Linked DNA regions of Rattus norvegicus: regions 2 and 3 are each linked to region 1. The links are chromatin contacts, called in public Hi-C maps. All regions are on one chromosome and are shown on one strand. Each heading gives the region's core, a stretch centred on a gene start, on an enhancer-like site or on the middle of the called end of the contact. The rest is flanking DNA. Distances are from core to core; before and after follow the strand shown. Region 1 has its middle 210 kb from the start of Lppos. Region 2 has its middle 46 kb from the start of Lppos. Region 3 has its middle 72 kb from the start of Bcl6.

The links. A called contact is a pair of places that touch in the nucleus more often than the background predicts.
Region 2: a Hi-C map of liver shows a contact between it and region 1, with 3 times the contacts expected there. The contact joins two enhancer-like sites. A contact is called at or near these places in 4 of 12 Hi-C or Micro-C datasets (hepatocytes, kidney and liver).
Region 3: a contact with region 1 is called in a Hi-C map of liver, with 2.4 times the contacts expected there. The contact joins two enhancer-like sites. A contact is called at or near these places in 2 of 12 Hi-C or Micro-C datasets (kidney and liver).

What each region holds. Positions count from the first base shown.
Region 1 is chr11:90,136,403-90,139,526 of GRCr8, forward strand. No RefSeq gene overlaps it. Among named protein-coding and RNA genes, the nearest start is that of Lppos, 210 kb to the left of the region's middle. Within about 2 kb of position 1,634, at least 10 of the 93 cell types and tissues checked have an H3K27ac peak or open chromatin away from gene starts, as enhancers often do. A contact at or near this core is called in liver, where this site is marked.
Region 2 is chr11:89,974,518-89,977,641 of GRCr8, forward strand. No RefSeq gene overlaps it. Among named protein-coding and RNA genes, the nearest start is that of Lppos, 46 kb to the left of the region's middle. Within about 2 kb of position 1,509, at least 22 of the 93 cell types and tissues checked have an H3K27ac peak or open chromatin away from gene starts, as enhancers often do. A contact at or near this core is called in liver, where this site is marked.
Region 3 is chr11:90,285,125-90,288,248 of GRCr8, forward strand. No RefSeq gene overlaps it. Among named protein-coding and RNA genes, the nearest start is that of Bcl6, 72 kb to the right of the region's middle. Within about 2 kb of position 1,632, at least 8 of the 93 cell types and tissues checked have an H3K27ac peak or open chromatin away from gene starts, as enhancers often do. A contact at or near this core is called in liver, where this site is marked.

The DNA.
Region 1 (3,124 bases), core at 384-2,883:
ATCATCAGTACTGAAGCTGAGGAATCAAAATGTTCGAGTAATAATATACAAGTAAATATACAACAGTTCAAAGCCAACCCAAGCTTGCTGGTTTCAGAACTCCTGCCCCTGTGTTAGCGCTCCTAGTCTCAGTTGTAGTGCTGGGAGTGAGGCAAAGGCAGAGAACTCTTCCCATTTTACAGATAGAATCAGGGCTCTGGAAAACAGGCCACTCGTACAAGTGTCACCGCTGAGATTGCTTATAATCCGTTCCAGACCTTTCCCTCCCCTCTTCCTGCGAGGCTCCATCCTACCCTGTTTGCTCAACTCTTCAGTCATTAGATTTGAAAACCAAGGGTCACACTTCCCCTCCCCCACAAACATACTCACAATGTCATGACGGGAGTTTAGAAGCCAGCAATTTTGACAAATACACAGTTAAGATTCTATCCGACAATGACCAAGACAAGTAAAGTACGAATTTTCATTTGAAGCATCCGAGGAAGACATTGAGTGGCTTTGTTTATTAAAACTCGAGTCGAACAGGCTTTCAAAGTACGTTGTATTAACTAATCTTCCAGAAGTTTCCAGTGGGGAGCAGAGCTTGACCTGCCTTGTACCTACATGTGTGGGCCAGCTGTGGGCATTTTCTCCTCACCCGGTGTTACTGACATTGTGGAATCCATAGCGCTGTGGTGCAAGTACTTAACAGCCAATCATATATTTCGTTTTGTCTTATTTTATTTTTATTTATTTATTTTTAACCACCATAAAACCAGTCGTTAAACATTTCCCAGCCACCCAGGCTTGCAGTTGATTGAGAGTGGCACCGACTGGCACTCAAATGCTCTCTGTCATGTGTGCAGGCTTCTCTTCAGGGCCGGTTTTTGCCTCTAACCACAAAGTCATACCTGAGTGCCATTCTTTAAATGGGAGATTCTTTCCATCTGAGTTTGCGAAAATCACACTGATGGGTTTCCACTAATAATAGTCCTGTGGTGTGTGTGTGTGTGTGTGTGTGTGTGTGTGTGCATGCACTCGCGTGTGCGTGGCTTGTAAAGAATTTGCACGTCCCTCATCACTCTCAAGCTTCATATGAGTCTTCTCTCCTTGGTAGAAAGGAAAGACTAGGAAAGGGTCTGACAGGGGACATGACTGCTCCTACAGTCAGAGACCTCGCAAGGGGCAGGTGGGCCTTGAACCATCTTCAGCTCCCTTGTTCTAGGCACTTGCCTCTTGCCAGCTGTTTCCTTCACCTCGGACACTCGAAATGCCTGAAGGGTAGGGTACTGTCTGCAGCACGGAAGTGTCTGGCAGCAAACGGAGGTTAACACACCAGACTTGGGCTTTGACAGGAAGGGATAGGCTCTCTGGCTTGGGGGTATGAACATAGGCCACCCATTTCACTAGTCTGCTGCAAAGAAAGGTGTCCCCTTTTGTTCCCCCTTGGTGCTTGGTTTTCTGTGATTCCATTAAACACTGTTATGGGGACCTTGTGTTTTTGGTCCTTCTCTCAGTAAGAATTTGGAACCTCTCAAATGACCCAACATAAACGCTCCACCTCCCCTCTTGCACAACCCCCACCCGTTACTGCCCAGCACTGTATTGATTGGAAAGTGTTTCACAACACGTTTTCAAAACATGCCGAAGGTCGAGACTGAGTGACTCACACGCAGTCACATTTCTGCTTTAGTCCCTCCTGACTTTATTGGTTAGGTTGGCTAATGGAAGTCCCTAAAGAAACTGTTAACTCTGTCTAATCCTGGCCAGGAGGATTAGTAGGTGGCGTCACAAAATAATTCCTAATCATGTCTGTGGTGACAGACCTGTGGAAATCTCTTTGGTTTTGGATGCCAAGTCTCGAGAAGAGTAGGCAGGCAGGAGAGGGTTTCTGAGCTCACTTTGCCAGCTCTGGCTCCCAGAATATCAGAGAGCAGACAAAGTCAGGTGAGCGAGTTAGCTGATAACCGAGGCTTTCCTGCTGCTCTGGTGATCTACTCCGCTCCATTAGTCTGTGGAACTCGGGGCTGTGACCCTGATTCAGGCCTGCAGAGCTGGCTGCCAGAGGCCAAAGGAGGCTACCCTGGGCAGTAAAGAATGCCTCAGAGCATAGTAGTCATGGGTAGTTCCGGGTTAGATCTGGGTTGACACACAGCCTTATCTCCACCACCTGAGGTTTCGAACCAGCAGCTTGACCAATTAGCATCTTGCTTTTCTACCACCTGGTAAAGGAAGGCCTTGGTGATGCTTTCTTTCCCAGGGTTGCTTGCAAGAGCAAATGATAGAACGTACGTGAAGCACCTCTAATGTCGGGGAAAGCCTGCAGCTTGGCTCCTCATGGACTACTAGAACACTTGGCTTTTGGATTCTTTACATGTAGACTTTTTGAATCATTAAAAAAATATTATTTTAAAAAGTAATCTGTCATAAAAATGAAAGCTTCCAAGTGAGTTATCCAGAATCACCTTGAGGTTGAAAATGTTCTTAGTGATCCCCTTCCCCAGGATTTTACCCTTTAAGTATCTTGAAGGCCCTTTCACTTTAGCATAACGTAATCACAGAAATAGTATCACAAAGCTATGGTAATAATAATGCTATCTGCAGGTTGTTTCATCAGCCTAGCTCTCTTCAGCCACTTCTCTCTACTTCCCTCCAGCCCCAGGCGGCCAATCCCTCCTTCCTGACTGGAGAACTACCAGTATAAAAACAGCGAATCCCATCGTGTTCAGTTAAGATTCATCATGTACATTCCCAGTGAGGAATGGCCATAAAGTCTTTCTGCCTCACTGGGACTGATCCCCATGCTACCCCAGTCTGTCCCTTCATCAGCAAATGTCAGAGACCTTGGCAATCACAGCTCCTACCCCTTGATTTTAGAAATGAACAACCTAAAGTTCAGAGTAATAAAGTGACCTTCCCAGGGCCTCACAGCTCACTTATGGCAGAGTCAGGATCTGGGTACCAGAATTTTCACTGCTTCAATGAACCAGACACCAAGAGAACCCAGAAGAAGGAGGAATAAAATAGATCGTTATGGTGTGTGTTGGACATCTGGTTTCCAAGGAGAGTTTATATTAAGTAGCAATGAAGCCTCAAAAGCTATGGTAGCTAGCTTGAATGAACTTATGTAATCAACATTTATCAG
Region 2 (3,124 bases), core at 259-2,758, 160 kb before region 1:
CAAATGGTGGAAAATAAATCGATTTTGTCTTTTGAAAATATATTGATTTGATAAAAACAAGTTACTTATAGATTGATCAATATATTCCAGGCGCTGTGCTGGTCAAACAAGAGAATAATGAATGAAGCATTTGCCTGATCGCTGGGCTTAACAATAATCAAGAAGCTGGGCAAGTGAGCAGGAAGTCAAGACAGAAGGGAACCTGTACCACAGGGCTACTCGGGCGAGCAGGAAAGAGTGGGGACCTGAGTTACATGGAAGAGGAATTATAGAAGAAATGATAGTTGAACCACTGGGCAGGTCTGTCTGTCATTTGGTGATGGTCCCTTAACCAGCTCTGGCTGTTGTCCTTTCTTTTGTTGTGCTTGGAATTCAGCCCAAGGCCTTGGATCTATTAGGCAAGCGCCCTATTATTGAGCTCCAGCCCCAGCACTTTTTTTAACCATTCTCTGCTCCTTATGTTGTTTGTTTGGTTTTGTTTTTCAGACAGGGCCTCACTATAGCTCAGCTATCTTAGGGCTCCTTCTGGGTACCAGGCCGGTCTCATTAGATATCGGGCTTCCTCTCAGGCGTTGGGATTGAATGTCTGGGGTCACCACACTCAGCTTTCTTTTGTTCTTCAGCAGCTACTCATCAGGATTGTGACAGGTACTCTTTGGAAGTCTGACCTCTCCAAGCCACCGTGGGCGGCCACTAGCTAAGACGGTAAAAGGGCGGTGAAACAGATCGAGGGATTCTTAGAAGTATTTGCTTTGTGACGTAAATACTAGACTTCCTTCCATCCCACCCTCTGCACCAGACTGGGTGTGAGGGTTGGCAATGGAGTCACCAGAATCCAATCTGGATTAAACAAATTTGATTCAACATGGTTACAGTGAACTACTGAGCTTCTGGGCCACCATAAGCGAAATTTTATGTGAAAAACAATTCCTTTGCCTTGGTTATCTAGGTTTTTTTTTTTTTTTTTATAAACTTGTATCTTACAGGTTTGAGGGTACTTTTGACCAGACTTCTTGTTTTATGACCTCTTAACAAAGTTATCCATTAAAAATAAAAAACCCCAAAACTCTAAAAGAGAAAAAAGGAAAGATCTAGAGCAAAGAAAAGAAGGAAAAGCAAGCGAAGCCAAGCTATCCATAAAGGGTCTGTAGATAGTATCTTCACTGGTTACTCCTTTTTCCTCCACAAATGAGGCACTGCTAAGATTTATCACGGGGAGATGGAGACAAGAGTTAGAGGTGTCTGGCCTCCTGTCTCTGCGCCATCGTATATTTCTTTAATGAAGTGTGAGACCAGAATTCCATAAATTCACATAGTAGCAGAAGCAGGCAGGAGCTCGTCAGCGGAGCTATTCAGGGAGCCCAGCATCACTCTTTGCGTATTAGAGAAGTTCACAGCTGGCTAAAAATAGGCTTGGAGAGAAGAAGTCACTTTTAGACCGCAGCTCATTTTGGATTTCTCTGGAGCCCCATTCTGGGCCACCGTGTATTTCCTTTTTCCTTTCGTTCTAGTAAGAGCACCCAGGCGGGTCAGAGACAAGAGCTGCATGGTTATCTTTAGTTCCACTGTGCACTGAAAGCAGAACTCCGAGGAAATAACAACACGCCCCGGGGCACATGAACTGCTACAGCTTTTTAATAAGCGCTAACACGAATCGAGCCTTTCCTACGTCCTGGCCTCTGTGCTTGTTTTCAATTTTCAAAACAACCCCAGGAAAGAAAAAAAAAACATGCTATTAATAGCCTCCACCCATCTCTGATGAGGAACCAAACATTCAGAGGGGACAAGCAACCTGTTTCCAGTCTCAGAGCCCTGGGGTGTGAACCAGTGTCCTATTCTCTTCAGAGCCAGCACCCGCAAGCGCCCCTGTAAGGATCCACGGGCCTTTCTGCATCACGTTTAGTGAGACTCTTGGTGTGGGCCCATGAAGCAAGCAGAGGGGGCCACCTCAGTGCCTTCTCAGGGAACGATCCTCACACATGAAATGCGGACTTGAACTGATTTCTGATTTTCAGTTTCAGAATCTTCTAAGACACTGGCGGCTCGATCATGGGAGTACATATGGAATCCTCTCATGAGATTCAGCCACGTGCCTTCAGTCAAGGAACCGGCTGGCCCTGGACTGCCCTGATTTATTTGGGGTCTTTTAAAAACATGTTCCCACCTTATACCTGTAGTGAGTGGTGTTTAGTACTTGTAGGTAAGACCTCAAATGTAATACCGTTTTCACGGTTAGTCAAATTTAGTTCTTCACATCTCGGGATGGAAGAGTGAGCTGGAGAGGGTAGATGTCTCTAGTGGAAATGCAGTCAAGTTAGCTGATAAAGCTAATACCCGATCTCTTTGAACGTTTAAATTATCTAGTGACAAGAGAGCTGAGCTTTAGCTTATAGCGCTGGGGGTAGGTATTGTGCCCGTGGTTTTTTCTTTTTAAATACCTGAGTTTTGAAAAATAAAAGTGTTCTGCCCACATTTTTCAAGCGCAGTGGTAGTCAAAAGAAAAACTCTATGGAGGTAATAATACCTTGTATTTTAAATACCACTTGTCTCTGAAAAGCTCAAAGCACTCTATAATCATTTCCTTATTATCGCTCTCAAAACTTCCTGGGTCAAAAAGTTACAAAGTTTGTATCTTAGCAGCCTGGCCTCAGTTTCCTCTTTGGACAGAAGTGGTAGATGGTGAAGTTATCCTCTTATCACTGTCACTCCAGTTTTCCTTCTCTCTCTTTCCTCTGCCTCAGAGACATCCTCCCAACCCCCAACACCTGCCAGTCCGCAACTCAGCTTAACTCTGTAAATCTATCAGGCCAGTCTCGTGGGGAAGAACCACAAACTATGGCAAAGTAACAGAGTGTCATAGAGATGAGCTAGAGGTGGGGAACCGCTTCCAGGTGGGCAGGGGCAAAGGTCATGGAGTGATGGTGGTTCAGGGGCAAAGGTCATGGAGTCCTGGTGGCTCTAATGTATCAGTTTGGATGCTTGAAATCTAAGTTTGTCTCAGTTAGGGTTTTACTGCTGTGAGCAGACACCATGACCAAGGCAACTCTTATAAAGAGCAACATTTAATTGGGGCTGGCTTACAGTTACAGACGTTCAGTCCATTATGATCAAGGCAGGAGCATGG
Region 3 (3,124 bases), core at 382-2,881, 150 kb after region 1:
CTGAGCAGGTCCTCCCACTCCCAGCAGCAACACAGCAGAGAAGCTTTAGATCCTTTGCTGGGAGTTCATAAGTGGGCGCTCATGGAAAGAGCGGGGAGATAGCTGGACACATGGCTCAGTGGTTAGGTGTGCATACAGCTCTTGCAGAGGACCTAAGGTTGGTTCCCAGCACCCACATTAGGCAGCCCACAGCTGCCAATAACTCCAGTTTCAGAGAGATCAAATTCTTCTGGCTTCCTAGGGCAATCACCCCCCCCCCACACACACACATACACACATAATTACAGAATTAAATCATAAAAGAAAAAGCAGGTAAATCCTCTGTATAGAAGCACATCAACAAATTATGAAGTCCAAGATCCAATCCAGGCAGAGCAAAGCAGAAGAATGGGGTTGGGTAGCAAAAGGATAGAACTTCACATATCACATAATCTGTGACCCTAAATAAAGGTTCCAGGGCAGTTCAGAAAGGCCTAAATTTGGAAGTTGGCCCCTATGGCTCAAATTACCACAGTAGCCACGGCCTTCTGTTTCCTGGCCTATCCTCCAGACTGGCCACCAGCTCTCCATGTAACTAATAATAATCTTGAACTTCCCACCTTCTTAGCCCTTACCCCAAGTGCTGGGATGAGGGGCGGGGGGGGGGGGGGGGGGCGGCTGGCAGTATCACACCATGCTATTTCTCACATATAAAGTAGGTATTTCCTCGTGTGTGTGTGTGTGTGTGTGTGTGTGTGTATGTGTGTGTGTGTGTGTGTGTGTGTGTGTGTGTGTGTGTAGGACATAGACAGGTGTAGGTACATCTGTGTGTATCTGCATGTGGAGGTCAGAGGTCAATCTCAGGCATTGTTCCTCAGGAGCCATTCATCTTGTTTCTAGAGACCTGATCTCTCACTGGAACTCAGGACTCACCAATGAGGTTAGCCGGGCTGTAGCAAGCTCCAAGGAGTCATGAGCATCTCAACCTCCTTAGCTAGCAGTGCGAACACAAACTCGGGCCACTACACTCGACTCTGAAAACATGTCCTTATTTAACAAGAGGATCAAACTCAGCTCCTCATGTTTGCATGTCAAGTACTTACTTTACAGTCCTTGATATCTCCCCAGACCTATAAAGTGGACATTTTGTTAAAAGGTCTCTGCTTCATGTAGTCGTAAAGACTAAATTAAATAATGTTTATGGAAAGTTCATGTTCTGTACCTGGCACAAAATAGGCACTGTTATAAATATTTACTGCATTTTAAGATTTAATAGAAACCTTCGTTCCTTCTGTGTTCCCCCAAACTGGTTTACCCTGTCACCCACTCACAAGCCCTATTTGTCACCAAAAGCAGCAAGGAGTACGTTATCTCTGGAGACAATATAAATTCGCTCCTGTATTTTTTTTTACACTAAGCAAAGGGATTTCAAAATGCTGGGAAAAGCCAGAGCCAAAATGAATTCTCCCCAAACTCCCTCTCTAGAGCGCGCGCACACACACACACACACACACACACACACACACACACTCTCGAACTTTTAAACCTTGGAAATCAGACAAGAAAAGGGGGGAGGAGATAGAAAACAAAGCAGGCCCCGCCTCCCACCGGCTCTATCAGCTCACTTCACAAACACAAGGTGCTCTGTCAGAAGTGCCTTGGGCAAAGTTTGTACTTTGCTTGAATTCTCCCTCCTGTTTACCAAGGTAATAAACGGTCCTCCACTGCTCCAGGTGTAAAGCTATTATGAAAAGGCATATTTGTCTTTCGCCCCACCTCAGATGCACAGTTCTTGGGACACCGTGCTCTGGAAGGCAGTGAGAATTTATCTACAGAGAGAGGCACCAGACTGAGCCAGCCGCTCCAGGTCTGGGGATGCTGAGGCCTATCCCTGGGCATGCAGCCCGAGTTCCTCAGTCATCTCCTACATCTTCCCTTCCCACTGGTGTCCTATCAGACACCTACATTTGTCCCCTTGGCCCTGACAAATAACCCAACCCACCAGCACTTCCCAGGAGCCTCTGTTTGGACAAGTCACACTGTCCTGAGTGCTCCACACTATCTTTTCAAGAACAGCCCATCATCACCACACAGTTCCACCAGTGCAGGTAGGTAAGGGGAGTAGCTACAGACACCTCAGGAGCTTCTCCCATCCCACGCCCCCTGCAGAGGTTGATCACACACTGTTTGATTATCTGAGGCCCAGGCAGAGTGGGAGGAAACTTTCACCCAAATCTCTGACAGAGCTAAATGGCCTGGAACCCACTCAAAATTGTCAGTCGAGCAAAATCTTGGCACTCCGAGCAAGAAAGAATGTATGGAAAAGGGCAGGCTCGGAATGCCAGGGCTGTTAGCCTAGGCAAGTAGGAGAGCTTCAGGGGGGTCAGAGAGATGGTGCTGACTTCAAGCCCTGCTGACAGACCACCCAGAAACACAGAAGGCACCCAGCAGTAGTGTGCCACTGAACACCTTAGCTGTGAACACAGGCAGTTCTCTGTCCTGACTACAATCTGCCATCCCCTCTCAGCAGGGATCTTCTGCGAGGTAATTCTAATTCCTTCACAACGAGGGTTCTCATGTTTCCTGAGCCCTTACTCGGTAAAGGAGCTTAGCCAGGGTGGGTGTGGGGTGGGTGTAGTCCATTGTAAGCACTCAATAAATATCTTTGAACCATGAGCTAATTCCAGTATTGTTGCTTCAAAAATTATGCTCTCACAAGGTACTTAACCCCTGTGAGTTCAAATGCGATACCTATAAAATGAAAACTACTGTAGGATCAAAGTGTGGAGAGCACTTTGCTGCAAATGGGCCAAACCGAATGCTGCCAGTTACCAGGCAGGGCACGTGACTGAATGTGTGGTCTCATGCCTTCCCACCAGGCTTCCCAGTCAGTGCTCCCCTTTATAGCCTAGAAATTTAGTATCACAGCCATTCACTGAACAATGACTAAACACCCAGTGTGAGGCAGTGCATAGAACATTTCTGTCATTGTGCTGCCTCGTAGATGAGGACCGAGAGGGGGGGAACAGAAATCCCGTGGGGAATGCACCATTCCTGAGTGTCTAATATTCAATCATGCACACTCTACTCACTGAGGGCCAATCATTATACAGGCAACCGTTCTCATCGCCGGGGACTATTCATG